Linked DNA regions of Mus musculus: all the other regions are linked to region 3. Evidence: chromatin contacts called from public Hi-C, HiChIP or PLAC-seq, Micro-C and promoter capture Hi-C data. All regions are on one chromosome and are shown on one strand. The core of a region is the stretch at or near the end of the contact, and the rest is flanking DNA. Distances in the headings are between cores, read along the strand shown. Region 1 holds the start of Brd4 (bromodomain containing 4). Region 2 holds the start of Ndufv3 (NADH:ubiquinone oxidoreductase core subunit V3). Region 3 holds the start of Sik1 (salt inducible kinase 1). Region 4 holds the start of Pde9a (phosphodiesterase 9A). Region 5 holds the start of Notch3 (notch 3). Region 6 overlaps Brd4 (bromodomain containing 4).

Region 1 (3,207 bases), core at 195-2,694, 430 kb before region 3:
AGATCCGTACTGATCAATCTTCAGCTCCTCTACAGAGGCCAGCCAAGAAGACCTGGGTGTGGTGGTGAACACATGTAATCTCATTACTTGGAAGGCTGAGACAAGAAGGGTAAGAATTCTTAAGATCCTGCTCTGAAAAAAAAAATCCCCGCTGGCTCATTCTCTTATTTCATGATACATGAAATATTTTCCTTAAGTTGATTCCATAAATTGAGTGTAGTGAATATAGTGAAACGTGTCTGTATTTTCAGCAATTGTCAGTTCCCACTGACACACAACTAGCCATAGTCCTCTGGCCTTAATGTTCCTCTATCACCTGTCTGAGGGCTCTCTTCACCATCTGCTCTTTTGAGTCTGTCATCGGATTATTTAAATTTTTGGATTAAAAATCTTTTCTTGGGGTTGGAGATTTAGCTCAGTGGTAGAGCGCTTGCCTAGCAAGCGCAAGGCCCTGGGTTCGGTCCTCAGCTCTGGGGGAAAAAAAAAAATCTTTTCTTGTCGTTCTTGCATGTGAAGATCCCCACTCATCTGCAAGGTTCCTTCCCTGAGTCTGCGTGTCGGCTTCCTCCGAAAAGCTGTTTCCTTATGGATGGCCCTGAAGACTCTTCTTGTCTTCTCTTGATCTTCCCTCTTCTGTGTATCCCTCTGGGGTACACAGTCCTCAGAGACCCTCGATCGTGTTCCAAGGACTCCCGCCCTCCTCCCCCCAGTCGGGGGAGCCAGTCTCCTGTCCTCACCTCTACAACCGCCGCCGGCACTAACGAAGCTCTCCGGACCTGGGAGGACCAGCGGGACGCGCACGCCGGGCGGCGGCGATGACACGGGGCCGCGCGCGCAGCGTGCGTGGTGACATCAGTGCGCTGGCGGCGGCGGCAGGGCTGTTTGTTCTGCTCTCCCGCAGCCGAGGAACCGAAGCAGTGGCGGCGGCTGCGGCGGAGGCTGCCAGCAGTGCCCGCGGGCGAGCGGGGCCTGTGAGCGCAGCGGCGCGGCGGGCGCGGCGGACGGGCCCCGGCTTGGCGTCCCGGACAGCGTGCGGCGGCGTGCGGCCTAGCGTCTCAGGTGAGGGGACCGGTGTCCTTCGCGGCCGCGAGGCGGGCTGCCGGGGCCCCACGGCGCGGCCCGCGTAACCTGCATTGCGTAATGGGGCTGGTGCGCCACCACCTACGCCATCGGCGCGGGGGTGGGGAGGCCGCAGTTTCGTGGGCCCGGAGCCTGGTGCTTCTCGCGCCCTGCCGGGGCAGCCCGCGCCGTTGGGGCGGCGGCGGCCGAGTGGGCTCGCGGACTTTGTACCGGGGCAGTTGCGCCCGCCGCTGTCCCCCTTGGCGCGGGCGGCGGCAGGGAACGGGACCGGGACCGGGACCGGGGGCGCGGGCGCGCTGGGCGGCCGGGGGCGGGCGGGGGGCGGGCCAAGCTCCCGGCACTTCCTGCCGCCGCCATTTTGTCAAGTGAGGAGGAGGAGGAGGAGGAGGAGGAGGAAGCGACTGCCTCTGGATCTGCGGTGCGCGCCGGGCCGCGTAAGTCCGGGCCGGGGATGCTGACCGCGGGTACCGCCCGCTCTCTCTGGTTGCAGTTCCCCCTTGGGGCGGGTCGCTCTTGCGCGTCGTGCCCCGGCGCGCTCTCCTTCCGTCAGCTGGGTACTCCTGCCAGTGCTGGGATAGCGAGTTCCCGCTTCATAGTCTCACCTTTCCGGCTGTCCCCGGAGCTCTGCCTAGAAAGAGGTAGAAGATTTTGTTCACAGGGAGAGAGCTTCCATTGCACGCCTGCTCCAGGCTGGACCCAGGGGACAGGAAGGGTGACGAAGGACCAGGAGTCCCTCTCGACCCACCCACTCCCAACCTGGAAGCCTACTCTTTGGGTGCTTTGTTTTGATGGGTCTCTGCTTGCTGCCGTCCCTTGCAATGGCTTCTTACTTGCAGGAGTGTGTCGGTTTAGGGTGGGGATGTTGGAGAGTTGTGATTCAGCAAAATGACCCCCCCCCCCCTTACACACAAACACGGAAATAGCACTTAAACAAGAAGCCCCCAAGGCCGAGCTGGGTTGGAGATGGGAAATCCCACGTTAGTGTAGTGGACAGTGTGAATACTTTTGCTCAGGCCGGTGGGTGAGTCATGTGCCTCTGCTGATTGGCTGACCTCCCTGTTACTCAAGACAAGGGTTTTTTTGTTTGTTTTTTTAAAAGTGTTTTTAGCCTGCTTGTTTACTTGTTTATGCTTTTCGAAATCTGGTGAGATTATCTCCTGTGTGTGTATATATGTTGGATGCCAGTTGCAGCAGCCCTCTTGAGAATGTCTTTACTTATCATCAAAGGTGATATTAATAGCCCCTGGTTACTAAAATCCAACTCTCAGTGTACTTCTAAGCCAATGTGCTCTTCAGTGCTATAATAAAAAATTGGAAAATTTTTATGAATGGAGATGTCAACTTCCCTTGGAATTGGTAGAGCTTGGGTGTTGTAAAGAATGTCACCCACAGGGCTAGACAGATGGCTCAGCGGTTAAGAGCACTGATTGCTCTTCCAAAGGTCCTGAGTTCAAATCCCAGCAACCACATGGTGGCTCATAACCATCTGTAATGAGATCTGATGCCCTCTTCTGGGGTTTATGAAGACAGCTATAAATTAAAAAAAAAAAAAAGAAAAAAAAAGAATGTCACCCACAAAAATGCAAAGGAATTATGAATGTGTTTTCAATTTCAAGAAGTCTTCAGCTAGCCGGGCGTGGTGTCGAACGCCTTTAATCCCAGCACTCGGGAGGCAGAGGCAGGTGGATTTCTTAGTTCGAGGCAAGCCTAGTCTACAAAGTGAGTTCCAGGACTGCCAGGGTATACAGACAAACCCTGTTTAGAAGTCTTCAGCTGGGGCTCAGTTTTATGGGCTTTACAATAATTTACAAGAACATTATTTTATTCACTTTAATTTGGATGGAGAATGATCTTTCCATAGAGGGCATTTATAGGTAACCAACTCCTTCCTTCTCAAAGCTTCAACTAGGAAGGTTGGAAAAGGTAACACTGTCAAAGACTGAATTGAATTGATCAAATCTAGAAGGAAAAGCCCAGAATTATAAAATATATTGTTGCTGATTTGTACATCCTATCTTTGGTAGCCAATAAAGTATTTAAGGACTCAAGGTAAAGTAAGTCTTTTTAAGTGGTATTAGTTGGTCTTAACTGGAAATAAACCTCTTTTTATCTTGTTAGCATTCTGCA
Region 2 (2,997 bases), core at 419-2,918, 340 kb after region 3:
AGGTTATGCGTCTGGCCCACCTCACTTCATGCTACTGACTTTTCGTTCTTTGCCTCCCCCACACCCCCGAGATCATATTTAACATCTCACCTTTGAGCACACTTTGTGTCTTGGGATGTAGCTCTTTCTCCTTTGCACTCTTCTCTGACTCTGTAGACAGCCTCACTACAGAAACCAGTTCTCCCGGGAACACCCTTGCCTCCAGGAGCACAGCCTGGGGAGAGCAGACAAGCAAAGATACTCACTTCGATAACAGCCATTACAATGTATTATATATTCATATTCACATGGCACACTTATTACAATGGTCATAACATATGGGAATTATGAATGCTCTGACAAATACCCCAAAAGCTGCAAGAAAAATATACCCCAAGTTCCAGGAAAATCACTATTAGCATCTGGGTAAATGAAAACAACTTTATTTCCCTAATCTTTGCAGAAATTTCCCAAAATAGGCACTTGGAAAGTTTTTATTAAAAATAAAGACTTTGCCAGCTTCGTTATACAAAGCTTCAGGATATCTTGGAGAAGAGCCTGGTTCTATGTTCTGCAGAAACCTGGGGCTCAGGGGTTGGGAGGATGGGAGACAGATGCTTCTGAGAAAAGCTCTTGCTGTCACGTGTCCTGCAAAGCCTCAGTTAGACAGACCTGTGTTGGGGGGAGGGGGGGAGCCTGTGTTAGCATGGGGGAGGGGGGAGGGAAGTGCTGGCCTCTGGATGGCAGCCATCATGCCGGCTGTAACACTCAGGCCTGGATCCTGGATGCAAGGCCCAGTTGGCTCTCAGCCCAAGACTCCTGGGTCTTAATACAGGGCAGCCAGTTTACTCTACTGGCTATTTTGTTACTTTACAAAATACTATGTTTCTTTTTGCAAAATTATCTCCCTACAGTTAGTAAAGTTGCAGAAACACTATCTACTAGTAAATAGGATGTAGATAATTGCTTCAGAAGTGTTACAATTTGAGAAGAATCTTATTGTAATTCAGCCGGCAACCGCTAAGGTATGTGTTAGATCCTAGGATGCTTCATGCTAGGGAGGGGGTTGGGGGGTGGAGCAAAAGAACCGGAAAACTTCTATTTATACTGATGATTCTCCGTGTGTGTACAAATTATGTGTACCGATACACGCTGGAAAAAAATCGCTGGGAGCAATATACCTGAAGGAATAATTAAACAGTGCCCATTTGACGACGGGAGCCCTCTGTCACCTGTATTTTATATTGCTGTGAGCATTTCCTGCTTTGGGGCCAGTTCAATGACAGCTCTTGACAAGCAAGCGCAGGGCCCTAGGTTCCATCCACCGAACCCAACCCAAACAAAACCCAATACTAGTTTTGCAGAGAAAGCCAGGTTTCGTTTTAAAAACAGCCTCAGTGACTCGGTTTCACTCCTGCAGAGAAAACCCTTCTGTCCGGGTCAGGTGAGCACAGGCCCTAGGACCCCTCTCCGCACCGGGCCCACGGGTGCAGTTAAGGGTCAGGCTAAGGGCCCGGTATGTCCCGCCCGTTAGCCCTTTACCTTCAGCGCCCGGATCCGTCCTCCCCGCAGGAGGAGAGAGACCGCCATGGCACAAATGCCAAGAGCGGAGGTCGCACTTAGGTACGTGACCTACTTGTGCACACGCACCACCCCAGGCTCCGCCCCGCGTCCACGTTCACCAATCGCACACCATGGTGGACCCAAGCGTTTGCGCGCGCATTCTGGGAGGGCTCCTTAAGGCCACGCCCCTAACTGAGTCCACCAATTCCGGGTTCGGGAAAGCGTGGGGTCCTCCCCTGGGTAGATCCCGCTGAAAGTCCCGCCCCTCCGATTTGGGCCTGCCCACCTTGCCCTGATCTCGCCCTTAACTCTGGTCTGTAACCTACCAAAATTGCACAGCTAGAATCATGTCCTTTGCGTTTCTGGTTCGACTTGAGAGACTTCTGTGTTTGGTGAGATCTTTGTGAGTTTGTTGTTTCTTGGAGATACAACTCGGTGGTAGTGCGCTTGCCCAGTAGGGGCGTGGTCTTGAACAAACAAACCAGAAGCTGGGCATGGAGGTGCCCACCTACCATACCAGCAGTAGGGCTAGTTCAAAGACAGCCTGCTCTTTTACAGAGTAACTGTAAAGATTGTTTGTAATCAATAGATAAACTTGGGGCTAGAGAGATGGCTCAGCGATTAAGAGCACTGACAGCTCTTCCAGAGGTCATGAGCTCAAATCCCAGCAACCACATAGTGGCTCATAACCCTCTATAGTGAGATCTGATGCCCTCTTCTGGTGTCTGAAAATAGCTACAGTATACTTATATATAACAATTAAGTGTGGGGGGGGGGGAGGAGAAAGAAAAGTACCTGTCATTTGTCCCTATTATACACACACACACACACACACACACACACACACATATATATATATATACTCACACACATGCACACCCAACTTCACCAGTTGAGGACCAAGCCTTTAACACACAAAGCTTTTTGGAGAACCATATCTAAGGCACAGCTGTGTTACAGTATGTGTTATTGGAATTCCTCTTCCCACTGATTGATTGGTGGCCCCTCGCACACGTTTGCCCAGTGCACAGTAAGTATTTCACATAGATGGTTATGTCTATACCTCCAATTTTCCACCAAGGAAAATTCAATGTCAGTGAAAGGATTCAGAACAATGAAATGAATTACTGAGAAGAAAAAAAAATATTAGAGCTGTTAATGCTGTGTCCAGGCTGTCAGGGGGACAATGGCATGACGGGAGCTCCAAGGAGTGTTCAGGCTCCAGAGACAGAGTGCATTGCAGGCCTCTGAAGACTGGAGACAGCCCATGTGAGAGCATCTTCTAGATCTGAGAATGGGAAAGGTTTCTGTGACATGAGATTGCTACGGACACTGTGGGCTGAGAAGAAGCTCGATCTACCACACAAATAATTGTCCTTCTTCACCTACTCTTGTCTCCAGGGGACACTTGCATGCTTTAGAGGTGAGTAAATAATACTGAGGGGAACGGGTACC
Region 3 (2,929 bases), core at 212-2,711:
GAGATGGCTACTGTCCTTGAATGTCCTTCAAAACACACGGACCGGGAAAGGCAGGGCTGCAACTGGTACGATCCTTGTGGGAGTAATGTACAGTAGCAGTAGTACATGGCTGGCCCCTGCGAGCCCTATCTCAGGCCAGCCTACCACCCGCCTCTACCCAGGAAGTCTTCCTCCGTTGAGGAATGAATTCTGATGAATTCTGAATCAATTGTGATTAATCAATCCACCCGGTGCTAGTTTTTCTCTCACACAGGAAGCCACGAGGAAGAGAGACACAGAAGTTTAGCTCCAAACCGCCACCTTCCTAGCCTTTGGAGAATCGTCTGTCCCCTTTCTCGTCTGCCCTTAAGAACACATCTTACTTTCTGATGAGGTGTGAGGGAACACAAACAGAAGGAGTCACACACATGCCATTTCCACTCTCTCCACACTCCGTCTCCCCTTTAATGGGCCCTGCTTCCGGCAGGCACTCTCAGGGTCAGTTCCAAGGTCCCAGCCGCCCTGTGTCCTATCTGTTGTCTGGAAGCAGCTTGGGGACAGACAGGGTGGGCCAATTGGCAGACAGCAAGAAAATGGGCAAAGTGCCCAGTCCTCCAAGGGCCCCACCTATCAGCCCTGAGTAGTGGCTGGGTCCTTTTGCAGCCCGTGTCTAAAGCACGCGTCCTATTCAGCTGTCCCAGGACACCACTGCTGGACCAGGCGGCCCTTGAAGCAGGAGGCTTTGGGAAAATGAGTCGCGTTTTCCTGCTTTAACTTTCCAACTTGCTGAATATTTAGAGGTTTTCTCTCTCTCCTCTCTCCTCCCCCCCCCCCTCTCTCTTTCTATAACAAAAGTAAGTGGCGTTCAACTAACCAACACTTTCCTAGAGCCAGGCATTCTTGCAGCTGGCCGGCCCTCTCAGGGATGAAGTGAGGGTCAAGGGGCAGCCACTGCTGGCGGCACATCGAGTGCCCAGCATAGCAGACTGATCAGTCTAGGGCCATCAGCCCCAGAGTCCCACGCCGAAAATCCCGCAGCTCTATTCCACCCTGCTGAGTCCGAAGCGAGCACTGAGCACCCAAAGGGCACCGTACCCACCATGAAGCCCCTGGAAGTGGTCCTAAAGCAGGCTCGGTCTCCTAGTCGGGGGCGGGGGTGGGGTGGGGGGGTGGGCTACAGCAGTGTCGCCCATGCCCGGCAGGGGGCGCCAGCAGTCTCGGGCGGTTGCTGAGCCGGGCCCCTGACGTCACCGCCCGCGGTCGCCATGGCGACGGCCTCACCAGCGCGCGCGTCAGAGCCTCCAGTCTCTTGGCAACCGCCCGATCTCCGCTCCCCCTCGGCAGGCACCGGGCCGCGCGTCGCTCTGGCGTCAAAACGACGTCAATGGGCTGTGCCTGCCGCGGGGGGCGGGGCGAGGCGGGGCTTGTGCGGGGCGGGGCCGGGGCGGGGCGGGGCGTTGCCGCGTGCGGCCGGCGGCGGCGGGGCGCTGACATGCGGCGAGGCCCGGGCGGTGGCGGCAGCGTTGGCGGCGGCGGCGCGAACGGCGGGCACCGGAGCAGAGCTAGCAGCCGAGCGGGTGGCATCCCGGGTCGGGCTCACGGAGGGCGGCGGAGGTGAGCAATGGCGCGGGTTCGGGTCTCCGAAACCCGCAGGTGCGCGCCTGGGGTCGCGGGCAGGACTCCAGCCCGGCGGGCTCCCTATTGTTGCGGGTCGGCGCCCGGAGGCGGGTCTGCGAGCGCCCGGTTGTGGAGCCTGTCCTGAGGAGCCGAGCGTTGGCACTGGTGGACGGGAGCGCGGTGAAAACCCGGGACCGTAGGGTGTCCAGGAGCTGGCTTGGGGTCGACTGCGGGTGGACTGCTGGCGCGCGCGCCCGGCCGGGACCGGAGGTCGGGGGGCGCGTGCGTGGGGGCTCGCACTGAGGGAACCTGGGATCGAGGGGGCGCGCGCGTGGGGGCGCAGGCTGGGGGTTCGGGATAGAGGAGTGTGTGCGTGGGGACTTTAGCCGAGGAGATACTGTATCAAGGAATGAGCGAGTGGGGGTGTGAGCTGCGAACCTGGGTCGGGGCCACACTAGGAGCCTGGGGCTGGAGGAACAGAGGGTTGAGGACGCACGCGTGGTGGCCTGGCGGACACAGTTTCAGTGGCCGGGTTTGGCGGGGAATGGGATCGGGACCGAGCCGGAGTCGGTCGGTGCTGAGCGCACTCCTCGCTGACCCGCAGGTGCGGCCCGAAGCCATGGTGATCATGTCGGAGTTCAGTGCGGTCCCCTCAGGCACTGGCCAGGGCCAGCAGAAGCCCCTCCGGGTGGGCTTTTACGACGTGGAACGGACCCTGGGCAAAGGCAATTTTGCAGTGGTTAAGCTGGCGCGGCACCGAGTCACCAAAACGCAGGTGCGCGCGCGTGTTGTGTGTGTGTGTGGGGGGGGGACTAAACCAGGGGGTGGATCCAGCCAGGGGGTGGCCCCCTGTGCTGATTCAGTCCTGTGGAGTTGATTGTCACAATTGTAAACGATGACATTGTTTAGTCTGGTAAAGGGGGAAAAAAGCTTTGTATTATGCTTCTACATAATTTGTACAATTACTAGGGAAGAGCAAAGATAATAATGACCAGCAACCGCCCCCTTCCGAGAGAGAGAGAGAGAGAGAGAGAGAGAGAGAGAGAGAGAGAGAGAGAGAGAGAGAGAGAGAGGGAGAGAGAGAGAGAAATAGAGAGGGGGGAACACAACAGAAGTGAGCAGCTCCTTGTAATAAAGCTAGCTGAAAAATACAGAGGCTTTAATTTAACTTCTATCCCTTTAAAAAATGTTAGTGGCTTCTTTTAATTTTTTCCCCCAACTTCTTGTGACCTCTTGAAGACATCAAATGTTTGAGAAATTCATTTGTCCAAAAAAAAAGTACAAATGAAGTAATGAGGTTACTTGAAGTTTTTCCCCCCCTTTTTTTCTTTTT
Region 4 (3,046 bases), core at 193-2,692, 470 kb after region 3:
TACCTGTCCCCACCCATCCCAGGCTTGGCTTATAGGTGACCTTTCCAGAGATTACCCAAGTTCAGGTATGTCCACTGGAAAAGCCCACCTTCCCCACAGTGACAGACCAGTCTGATCAGGAGGGCCTAAACCTTTCTTCTACTTTCCGTGCATTGCTGAGCAGCTCTTTGAGGACCTTTGAGGAGAATTTAGGAAGGACCTACCACTGCCGAACAGGTGACACCTTCTCTTTCCTCTTTAAAGAGCTCAAAGAAGTCCAGCAATATGGCTTAATGACAAAGAGTTTGCCTCATATGCATGAAGCCCATCCCTTGCGCCAAAATTAAAACAAAACAAAAAGCTTTAATAAATTCTCATTTAGTGGGATGGGGGAAATGTATGTGTACAGATATGTGCTTTGTATACACACTGTGCATACATGCATGAACACATCTGTGCTCGTGTGGACTGAAGCAGGAAGACACACAAGGAGAGCCCTTCCTTCCTCTGGAAGGGGCGGCTGTTAAATCTCTGTAGTTGTGCCTTTGGAGTCAGAGCCTGCACCTGCCCTTCCTGCTTAAGTAAGAAGCTGAGCAGTGATGCTTGAAGGTGCCTCTCAGGCCACCCCAAGTCACCGAGCCTATCAAAGGGCCCACCTTGGAGGAGGGATGGGACTTCCCATTTTCCCAGGATCAGGCTGAGGAAGGTAGGTTTCTCCTACTGGGGAAGCAAACCAGCCAGCTAGCTAAGAGAGCGCACACCTGAGAAAGGAGGGCCCACACCCAGCAGGCAACCCTCCTTAGCTTCCTTTGCTGAGTCCACAGCAAGCTGCCCGACTTTCCTGAGATGTCCGGGTGCAATTTCCCCCCACAAAAAAAGGCGTTTCCATAGGCACTTTAGGAGGAGCTAATGAGACACCCCCTTCCCCAACCGTCCTCCAGGCCAGCTTGCCCATTGTCCCTTTGTCAAAATCAACAGAAGTCAAGGGCACTCTGTGCCCAGAGAAGGGTCTTTAGAAGGGCTGGGGAGGGCCATGAACAAAAAGGGTCTGTGGCGAACCGCACTCCTACGTGGCTCAAGTTGGTTGGGAGGACAGCGTACGGCACAGTCAAAAGCGGGTCCCTTCAGTCGCCGCGAGGCCACAGGGTGCAGAGGCAGGATCCCCCTCAAGACTGTCACCCTCCACCTGGAACCGGCCCCGCGGGTCTGCACCGCAGGCTGCCGTACCTCCCGGGGCGAGCCGCCAAGATCAGCTTGATCCGTGGGCTCCGAGCCCGCGGTGGGGACACCTGCGCCTATTAGGGCGCACGGAGGCCTCGGAGGGAGGGGGATCGGGGTACCTTCTGGATGCGTCCATCGATGTCTAGGTAGATGGCCTTGGGCCGGTAGCTTGAGGAGCCGGCCCCCATCGCGCCCGCAGCTGCACTTGGACTTTTTCACCTTACTTTCTCGCCGCGGCCGCCGCGCCGGGAGGGCGGGGGCGGGGGGAGGGGCGGGGGCGGCCAGCCAACCAGAGCTGGCAGCTCGCGGCCTCCACACGCCCCTCCTCCCACGGCGCTGGCCCGCCCCGCCCTTCCATCCCCTCCTCTCCCTTCCCTTCCCTTCTTCAATCCCTCCCCTTCTCCATCCTCCTCCTTTCTCTCCAAGGCTCCTCCCAAACGCCTCTCCCCCTCCTCACTCATGCTCAGCTCCTTCGTCCCCACCCTTTCTCCTCACTCTCCCATGTCTGCCCCCTCCCTCCCAGCCTTTCCCCCATTATTCCTGTCTCCCAGGCTCTCCTCTTTCTCCCTCCCACCTCCTCCTGCTTTCTCTGCCCACCTTCCTCTATTCCGTTCTCTCGCCCCTTCTTTTCCTTCCCCTACCCTGCTTCCCTTTCTGCCACCTTTTCCCTTCCCCCTCTCCCCTTCTTTCTCCCTTTTCCTCACCTAGGGTCCCTTCCCACTCTCTCATCTCTCTTCCCCACCTCCCTCCTCCGGCCCTCTCTTTCTTTTCTATCCCTCCCCATCCCCTCCCCTCCCCATCTTCTCCTTTGATTCCTGTCACCTTGACAGCCTGTTTCTAAGGTCCCCTTCATACATGCCCACTGTGCCCTTTAGGGTGATCAGAGATCACCCCTATAGACAGACACCAGTCAGTTAACAGCAGTCATTGGGCTGAGAGCTGTGGCTGTGGCCCAAAGTGCTGGGAAATCAGCTCTCCCTCCCCCCTACTACACCCTCCCCTTTTACACACCCCCATCCTGCAGTAAAGGCCACCCTCACTTAATTTGAATCGGAAGTGGGGAAAGTTCCTTCCCCAAGCAGCCTGTGCATTCCTGGAAGGGCCGGGAAGGCTGTTTCCCTCCACCTGGAGTTGACCGGGCAGCCCCGTTCCTGCCCTTTAAGCAGAGGGAAGGTTGCCCAGTCAACTATCTGTTAGATGCAGCACTTCCCTTACCAACGCCCCCACAACACTCACATATACTTTTGCTATTTTTCATGGGGATTGGGGGGCACATGGTAAGCCTGAAGGGAGAGAATTTCAGGTCTCCTTGGCCTCTGGACACAAATGACTCTCTGGGGCTTTCCTTGTGGGAACAGCTGGAGGAGGGGCTCTGCTGCTTGTTGCTCTTGGAAGCCGCTGTCAAACCGCTGGAGAAGGCGCCTATTGTTTGTCTTGAGTGGATTTCCAGCCACACTGCCCATCTGCTGCTGTCTGGCTTGTGCTGGCTGAGAATGCCTGGGGCTCCTTATCCTATGGGCCTGAGAGGAACCAGCCTCACCAAACAGCCTGGTCCATGGCCTTTTCCTTCCCTCATTTGGCCTTTCTGGTTTTCACCTGGTGGATGGTCATTGGCCTTGCCAAAATGCTCCAGCGCTATTGGAGTCCAGAGCAGGGATGAAGCCGGGGACTTCCAAAAGCAGCATGCATTAGAAGCATAGATACCCTTACTCTCCTCCGCTGGGAGAGACCCAAAAGCAGCAGCCCGTATCCCCGAGGATGTAGGAGGCTTGGGATCCCTGCTACGCCCACTCTGAGGACTCACAAGGTGAAGGAGATAGCCATCTTCCACCTACAGGCTGTCTAG
Region 5 (3,263 bases), core at 253-2,752, 310 kb before region 3:
GCAGGAGGATCTGATTTCAGATTCCAGTTGTCTCATGTAACAAGCTGGCTATTCCACAAATGACCATAACTCCAGCTTTGAGGGGTGCAGTGCCTTCCCTGGTCTCTGCATATGCAGGTACTCACACTAGTGCACACACACACACACACACACACACACACACACACACACACACACACAGAGAAACACACACACACAAATAAATCTTTAAAAAGTGTATCCGTGACTGTCCTGGAATTTGCTAGGTAGACCAGGCTGGCTTTGAATTCACAGATCTATCTGCCTTTGCCTCTGGAGACCGTGTGAACCATGACATCTTCCCCAATTAACAAAAATACACTTATTTATTATGTAGCCAGTTGGGGGGGGGGGCGCGGCAGGGAGGGGAGATGGGCCCTCTACAATGTAGAGATCAGAGGACAACTTGTGGAAGTTGTTCTCTCCTCCCACTACAGGAGTGTCTGTGTATGCCCTTCCAGGATTATATGGGTCCTCTGTTTCAGTCCTTTGGTCTCCTAGTGATGGAGATGTTCAAGAACGGCACCCTTCACCCGACTCCTGAGATTTCCCCTGAATGCACCTCTAGAGCTTCCATTCTCACTTCACACAGAGGGAGTGTTCAGAGCCTTTGCAGGTCTCCTGGATGTAAAACTCAGTGAATGGCAACGAAATGATAGGCCTCATGGTAAAACCATGTAGAGTGTGGGATGTGCTAGGAGCTGGTGTGGATTTTTTTTACAAAGTATTTTATCTTATTTCTTGCGCACATAAGCGTGTGTGTGTGTGTGTGTGTGTGTGTGTGTGCGCGCGCGTGCGTGCAAGCATTCGAGCACAGTGTGTGTAGGAGTGCATGTGTATCACGGGGTACATGTGGCAGTCAGAAGACAATGTATGTGTTGGTTTTTTTATTTTAGCATGGGAGGCCCAGGAATTGAACTCGGGTGTCTGTGATTGGCAGCAAGCACCTTTCCCTCTTCGGTAGACCTTTGTGATCTTCACATTGTAGGAGAGCTGCACACAGGTACATGAGACTCATATCCACGAAACCCCTGGCCAGATTGTAAATGCTGCCCGCCCGGGTTTGTGGCGCAGTTGGAGCCTGAGTTTTGAGGTGATTGATGTTTAGTGTCCCCATGAAACTTCTATATGGTTTGCATGGGTGCGGCTACTTTTGTTCATTGGCCTCTCTACACCCAGGTTTAGAGGGTTTGGAGTCAGGGGTGTTTGCGTTTGTGTCATGACTGTGTGTGTGAGCCCTGGCTTTGGTTGTGTGCTGGAGGATAAGGATGGATGTGCTCACGAGCTGGATACCTGTCACGTCACGCAGGTTAAGCCCGCATCTCTTGTGGCAGACCTGAGTGTACCGAGGTCTGCAAGTCCCAGGCTTGGCGGGTAGAAGGGTCGGACCCCAGGAGGCCGGGCAGGGGGCGGGGGCGCTCAGAGCCGGCCCCGGGGCGGGGCGAGCCGCCCAGGCCTGGGGGCGGGGCAGCCCGACAGCCTCACTTCGGCGAAGTTGGCGGCGCGGAGGCTGGCCCGGGACGTGCCCGGAGCCCTGGGAAAGAGGGAGGAGGGAGGAGGGAGGGTCGTGGCCGGCCGCCATGGGGCTGGGGGCCCGGGGCCGCCGCCGCCGTCGTCGCCTGATGGCCTTGCCACCGCCACCACCGCCCATGCGGGCGCTGCCCCTGCTGCTGCTGCTAGCGGGGCTGGGGGCTGCAGGTGAGGGATCAGGGACTCGGAGGGTGGGACTGGGGTTGCAGGGGCGGGGAAGCAAAAAAAAAAAAGTATATATATATATATATATATTCTCCTAAGTTTGGAATTTAGAGGACCTGCCCCCCCAGGATTAAAGCCGGGGCAGAGATGCAGCAGCTGGGGGTGTGTATCAGTCATGGGGTTCGCACAGATTCATGATGGGAAGGCAGGATCCTAGAGGCCCAAGGAATCGAGACCCTTGAATGAATCAAGAGTCCAAGAGTAGGAGCTGGAGTTGTGGGAATCTGGGGCTGAAATTCGGAAGCGAGGTGTACCAAAAGTTTCAGGCTCACCCCATCCTACTTCTGCCTGGAGTCCTGGGAAGGTTAGGATGGGGGCTCAAGGACCCCCCAAGGCCTAGGACCCCTTGCACAAAAGCGCCTCCCCTATCCCGGGCGGGCCGTGAAGGGGGGGGGGGGACAAGGAGGGGGCGCGGAGTTCTCGGAGCTCTGAACTCGGAGAAAACGTCTCATGTTGGAGAGCTGCAAGACCCGGCGCTGGAGCGCGAGAAGCAGGAGCTGGAGCCCTTGCGAAGCCCGCGCCCCCTCCCCCGCGTGCCGCCCGATCCCTCTTCAGGCCGCCGGGATCCCGTAGTCTCGGGACCCCGTCTCTGTGCCGGGAGGAGAAGGGGCGAGGTCCACGTGCTCATCTCCAGCTTCTGGGCCCCCATCCCTGTGGCCGCAGCCCCTCCCCAGCATGCCTGGGCCCCCCTCCCCTCTTCCTCCACTCTGAGCTCCCCTCCCCCGCTCGGGACAATGGCTTCGCCGTCTAGACACCCCCTCCCCCCGGCCGGCCTCACGCTTTCTTTGCCAGACAAAGCGGGACCCACGAAGGGCCAGAGCGGGGACTGAGGGGGCGCCCCCACCCCTGCCCCGGGAGGCCTGATCAGCGGGGGAGGGGCATAGGCAGTTGGCTGTGGCCAGGGGTTCTAGGGCTCCTATGGTGGGACTCAGTGCTGGGCCGGGTGAGAGTTGCATAGAGAGTGGCTTAGCCTCTAGGCTCTACTAGGCAGGACTGGGCAGGAGCCACCGCCCCCGCGGGGCCAGTGCAGACTCATGGCCTGTCACACATAGAAAGGGAAAAAAATGCATGTGCACAGGTTTAGTACAGCCATAGATGCACACTTGGCACACACAAGACACACCTATGTGTTTGCTGCTCACATGTTGATGTGCATTCAGGCATAGGTCACCCAAGACCTGCTAGGCATTCATGTTCAAGGTCACATTTATAGCTGCCAATCCATGACCCAGACAAGCACACCAGTGGCCACACAGCTGTATGCTTGAATACTGCTGTTCATATAGATGGATGCACAGTGCATGCAGCTCGTGTGCACATGGTGTACAAGGCTATGCTGTTTGAAGATACCAGCATGGTACCAAGCACATGCACTATTAGTCACTATTAGTAATATAGTGGCCTAATACACAGACTGTCACACAAACTCACAGGCATATGTACACACACACACACACACACACAGAGCTCACATGGTTGTGTTCTCCCCC
Region 6 (2,877 bases), core at 210-2,709, 350 kb before region 3:
AGTGCCCTCCATCTGTCTTTCCTTGATGGCTGTCATGATGGCATTTCCAGCAGCTTTTTGCTACTGTTACAGAAAGAAGACTTTTTTCCCCTAACCCGCCTCCTCACTTAAGTAGAAAGCTTGTGCAACAAGTAACCCGAGAGCCCTGGGAACGGCTGTCCTGGCGGGAAGGAGGGTGGGATTTAAAGTCATGGAGCTGCTGATCGCAGACTTTTAGGCCTTGGCTATGGACCCTGACCATTTTGGCTCCTGGGCTGAGCCTCTCCTTCATTCCAGATGATATCCTTCCCATTTTTGGCTGGCCTCCACTTGTCTTCGTTCAGACCACTAGTTTTTATTTCCTACTATGTACAGAGTGCTGTCTTGTGAAGCTGTTAACATGAGATTTTGTTTTAGAACCCCACATAAGACACAAAAAGACATGGTCATCCATGGACACATGCATATACTAGCAAAACATCTTCTGTCTCCTCATACCACACAGGTACTGCTGTTTGTGATATTTGGAGTGCAGAGGTGGGTGAATACTCTAGTAGCTGATCTCCTGGGTCCAGGAAGCCCAGCCACCTTAGCTAGCCTCTGTAACAAGTAGTACTACCATGTCAGGAGGCCAAGGTAGAGATGGTGTAGACACGGAAGTTGTTTCACTTTGGTCTTTGGGTCTAGTTTATGTTTTTCATGTTCTTATTTTTCTACTTGAATTAAAGCTAAAATTTCTCATGGAACCTATTTTTGTTATTTGTACTAAGGGTCAATTGTACTACCATGGCCCCGGTGATACAGACCATCTAAAGCAACTGAAGAGAAGCATTCAGTAGGGGCTAGAAGGTATACAAGAATGCATAGGGTTAGACCACACTGACGATGAGTGGGTGGGATGCTTTACTGGCTGGATTCCAGCCACTGTGTGATCCTCCATGTGTAGCAACTGCACCAGTGGCCCTTCGTGACATTTGTCTTGAACCCAGTTATTTGTAGTTGGGCTGTTCTGTTTTTCATTGAGCTTTGACTCTAGCTTGAGTCTGGAACTGCTTACTGGTTCCATGTTAGAATAAACAGAATAAGGCCCAGGTGTAACTCCCTTCAACTTTAGGAAGTCTTCAAACTTGGGCGGGGAAAGTCAGGGTGTAAGACACTGTGGCTCTCCTTTCCCAGAACTCTCTCAGTCACCAGTATAGAATCAGATCATCCTTCATATGGGGTAAAGTTCTTTCATTATATTGCTAATATCTGGTTCTCCTCATATATTTTCCACAGGTCTTTGTGAGTATAGGTAGCTACATAGCTAATTATGTGCATCCACTCTGGAGTCACCCCTATAGTGTACCTCAGCTGCCTGGCCTAGAGTGGGATTGGAGCCATACAGTGAGAAAGCTCTGGAAGCGCAGTCTGTTCATGCAAGAGCACGGTCCAGCTATTTTAGTCTTACTTCCTTTTCCCAGGATTGGAACATGTGGGTGTTCCTTAATAGCTCCAGGGTAAAGAGGAATGCGTGGTGTTTTGGAAAGGCTGGAGCTGGGAAGTGCAGACAGGGGCAATGAGACACACTCTAGAGACTCTGATCAGGGAGCCAGCTTCAGCTCCCTGGCCCCAGGATCTTTGAGACTTCCCTTCAGGGGTATAGTGATCCTGCTATCAGAATGTGACAGTTACTTCAGAAAGGGTTAAGGCCTCTTGAGAGTAGGAAATGTACTGAGCCAGGTGGCACCTCCAGAAGCTCAGGAGTTTGAAGGGATTGATTGGGCTTCCCCAGAGTGAGGGCCAGCTTTGTGGAATGTGGCTGAGTGGGCGGGGTTTTCCCAGGCATGTTCTGGGACTAGGGATTGTAACATTTATAATTCCAGCAGTGGCGCCACTCTGCTACATGTGGGAACCAGTCCAGACCCCTCTCTGGACCAGAATCCATATTGGATGTCCTGAAAAAGGATGGAAAGGATAAGGCCTCTTTGACCTCTTCCTTCCCTCAACAATTGTTATGTCACCAATTTGCTTTTAATAGAGATGTGGAAATAGACAGAAATGGCTCTGCTCTATGCCTTCCTCAGTGGGAAGTTTTTTTTTTTAATTGGGGGCTTTTCTTCTCTGACCACTCTATGAGAAAGGGTTGGTAGTTTGCTTTTCTGAAGCTGGTTCCTGGTGACTTTGACACACCTGGCTGGTGAGATAGCTTGGGGGCAGTGGGCACCTCTCACATGTAAGAGGGACTTCAGGAGTAAAGAAAATACCAGAATACATAGTCAGGGCACATGGAACTCATTAGCAGAATCAGTTTTGTTTAGAAGTGCAGACAAGCTTCAAACAATTTTAGAGACTTGTACATACACTGTGGCCTTTCTGTGGTGTAGATTTATCCATCCCTGCCAAGGCAGGCCAGTCAAGGATGGGGCTCTTGGTTTCCAACAAGGTCTTCTTGAGCCCTTTCAGTCACTAGGGCACAGAACCTGGCCCAGTCTGCAATTCTTCTGTTCTTGTAACTTGAACGGTACATTCCACACCATTCTCTCACACTGGTTTCTTTCTCCCTCTATTAGGTCCTGCCTAATCATTGGACACGGACTCTTAATAAAACGGTCTTCAGTTCCAGATTCCTTCCCAGCGAGCTATAGCTTAAGTCCCATTTTCTTCTGTGAAAGGGACAGGACTCCATCAAGTTATGGAATTGCTCAGAGCCCTGGGCCTATCCCCTGGGGTGGATTAGTCATGTCCAGCAGCACACACCTAGTTTCACCTTCAGGAAGGCTGCCTGCCTGGCCTGCTGCCTGGGCCTCTCTGTACAAAGACTGCCTGGCTATCCTGCCCAGCCTCCCTGGTCATCTGGGGTCCTCTGGGTGGGTGGCATCTCCTAGAGGGTGATAATAATCCTCCTCTATGCATACA

Evidence for each region. Promoter capture Hi-C pulls out the DNA fragments that hold promoters and counts their contacts. A called contact is a pair of places that touch in the nucleus more often than the background predicts. HiChIP or PLAC-seq counts read pairs in DNA pulled down with a chosen protein or histone mark. Capture Hi-C pulls out chosen DNA fragments and counts their contacts.
Region 1: a contact with region 3 is called in a promoter capture Hi-C map of pancreatic islet. The contact joins the promoter of Brd4 here to the promoter of Sik1 in region 3. A contact is called at or near these places in 2 of 39 promoter capture datasets (hippocampal neurons and pre-B cells), 2 of 484 Hi-C or Micro-C datasets (B cells and CD8 T cells), 1 of 115 datasets of contacts at active chromatin or transcription factors (pancreatic cancer cells) and 2 of 9 other capture datasets (adipose tissue and pancreatic islet).
Region 2: an H3K27ac HiChIP or PLAC-seq map of microglia shows a contact between it and region 3, with 8 times the contacts expected there. The contact joins the promoter of Ndufv3 here to the promoter of Sik1 in region 3. A contact is called at or near these places in 7 of 39 promoter capture datasets (the 3T3-L1 cell line, 3T3-L1-derived adipocytes, hippocampal neurons and 2 more), 35 of 484 Hi-C or Micro-C datasets (B cells, CD4 T cells, CD8 T cells and 23 more), 14 of 115 datasets of contacts at active chromatin or transcription factors (the SCID.adh cell line, astrocytes, bone marrow-derived macrophages and 7 more) and 3 of 9 other capture datasets (embryonic stem cells, liver and pancreatic islet).
Region 4: a promoter capture Hi-C map of second pharyngeal arch cranial neural crest shows a contact between it and region 3. The contact joins the promoter of Pde9a here to the promoter of Sik1 in region 3. A contact is called at or near these places in 2 of 39 promoter capture datasets (cranial neural crest and second pharyngeal arch cranial neural crest) and 1 of 115 datasets of contacts at active chromatin or transcription factors (embryonic stem cells).
Region 5: a contact with region 3 is called in a Micro-C map of embryonic stem cells, with 2.2 times the contacts expected there. The contact joins the promoter of Notch3 here to the promoter of Sik1 in region 3. A contact is called at or near these places in 1 of 39 promoter capture datasets (hippocampal neurons), 2 of 484 Hi-C or Micro-C datasets (B cells and embryonic stem cells) and 1 of 9 other capture datasets (adipose tissue).
Region 6: a Hi-C map of cerebral cortex shows a contact between it and region 3, with 2.3 times the contacts expected there. The contact joins the enhancer-like site here to the promoter of Sik1 in region 3. A contact is called at or near these places in 2 of 39 promoter capture datasets (the 3T3-L1 cell line and the SN4741 cell line) and 7 of 484 Hi-C or Micro-C datasets (3T3-L1-derived adipocytes, the N1E-115 cell line, adipose-derived mesenchymal stem cells and 4 more).

What each region holds. Positions count from the first base shown.
Region 1 is chr17:32,282,370-32,285,576 of GRCm38.p6, reverse strand. It overlaps Brd4 (bromodomain containing 4), which reads left to right and starts at 1,444. Exons shown (of 20, transcript NM_020508.4): 1 at 1,444-1,514.
Region 2 is chr17:31,518,786-31,521,782 of GRCm38.p6, reverse strand. It overlaps Ndufv3 (NADH:ubiquinone oxidoreductase core subunit V3), which reads right to left and starts at 1,668. Exons shown (of 4, transcript NM_030087.2): 1 at 1,522-1,668; 2 at 91-214. The coding sequence starts at 1,569. It also overlaps a transcript of Wdr4 not described here.
Region 3 is chr17:31,854,336-31,857,264 of GRCm38.p6, reverse strand. Sik1 (salt inducible kinase 1) reads left to right here and starts at 1,461. Exons shown (of 14, transcript NM_010831.3): 1 at 1,461-1,593; 2 at 2,201-2,371. The coding sequence starts at 2,216.
Region 4 is chr17:31,384,630-31,387,675 of GRCm38.p6, reverse strand. It overlaps Pde9a (phosphodiesterase 9A), which reads right to left and starts at 1,442. Exons shown (of 19, transcript NM_008804.4): 1 at 1,320-1,442. The coding sequence starts at 1,388.
Region 5 is chr17:32,165,129-32,168,391 of GRCm38.p6, reverse strand. It overlaps Notch3 (notch 3), which reads left to right and starts at 1,502. Exons shown (of 33, transcript NM_008716.3): 1 at 1,502-1,716. The coding sequence starts at 1,599.
Region 6 is chr17:32,206,648-32,209,524 of GRCm38.p6, reverse strand. All of the region lies in intron 12 of Brd4 (bromodomain containing 4), which reads left to right. Among named protein-coding and RNA genes, the nearest start is that of Ephx3, 19 kb to the right of the region's middle. Within about 2 kb of position 1,459, at least 59 of the 459 cell types and tissues checked have an H3K27ac peak or open chromatin away from gene starts, as enhancers often do. A contact at or near this core is called in 3T3-L1-derived adipocytes, cerebral cortex and cortical neurons, where this site is marked.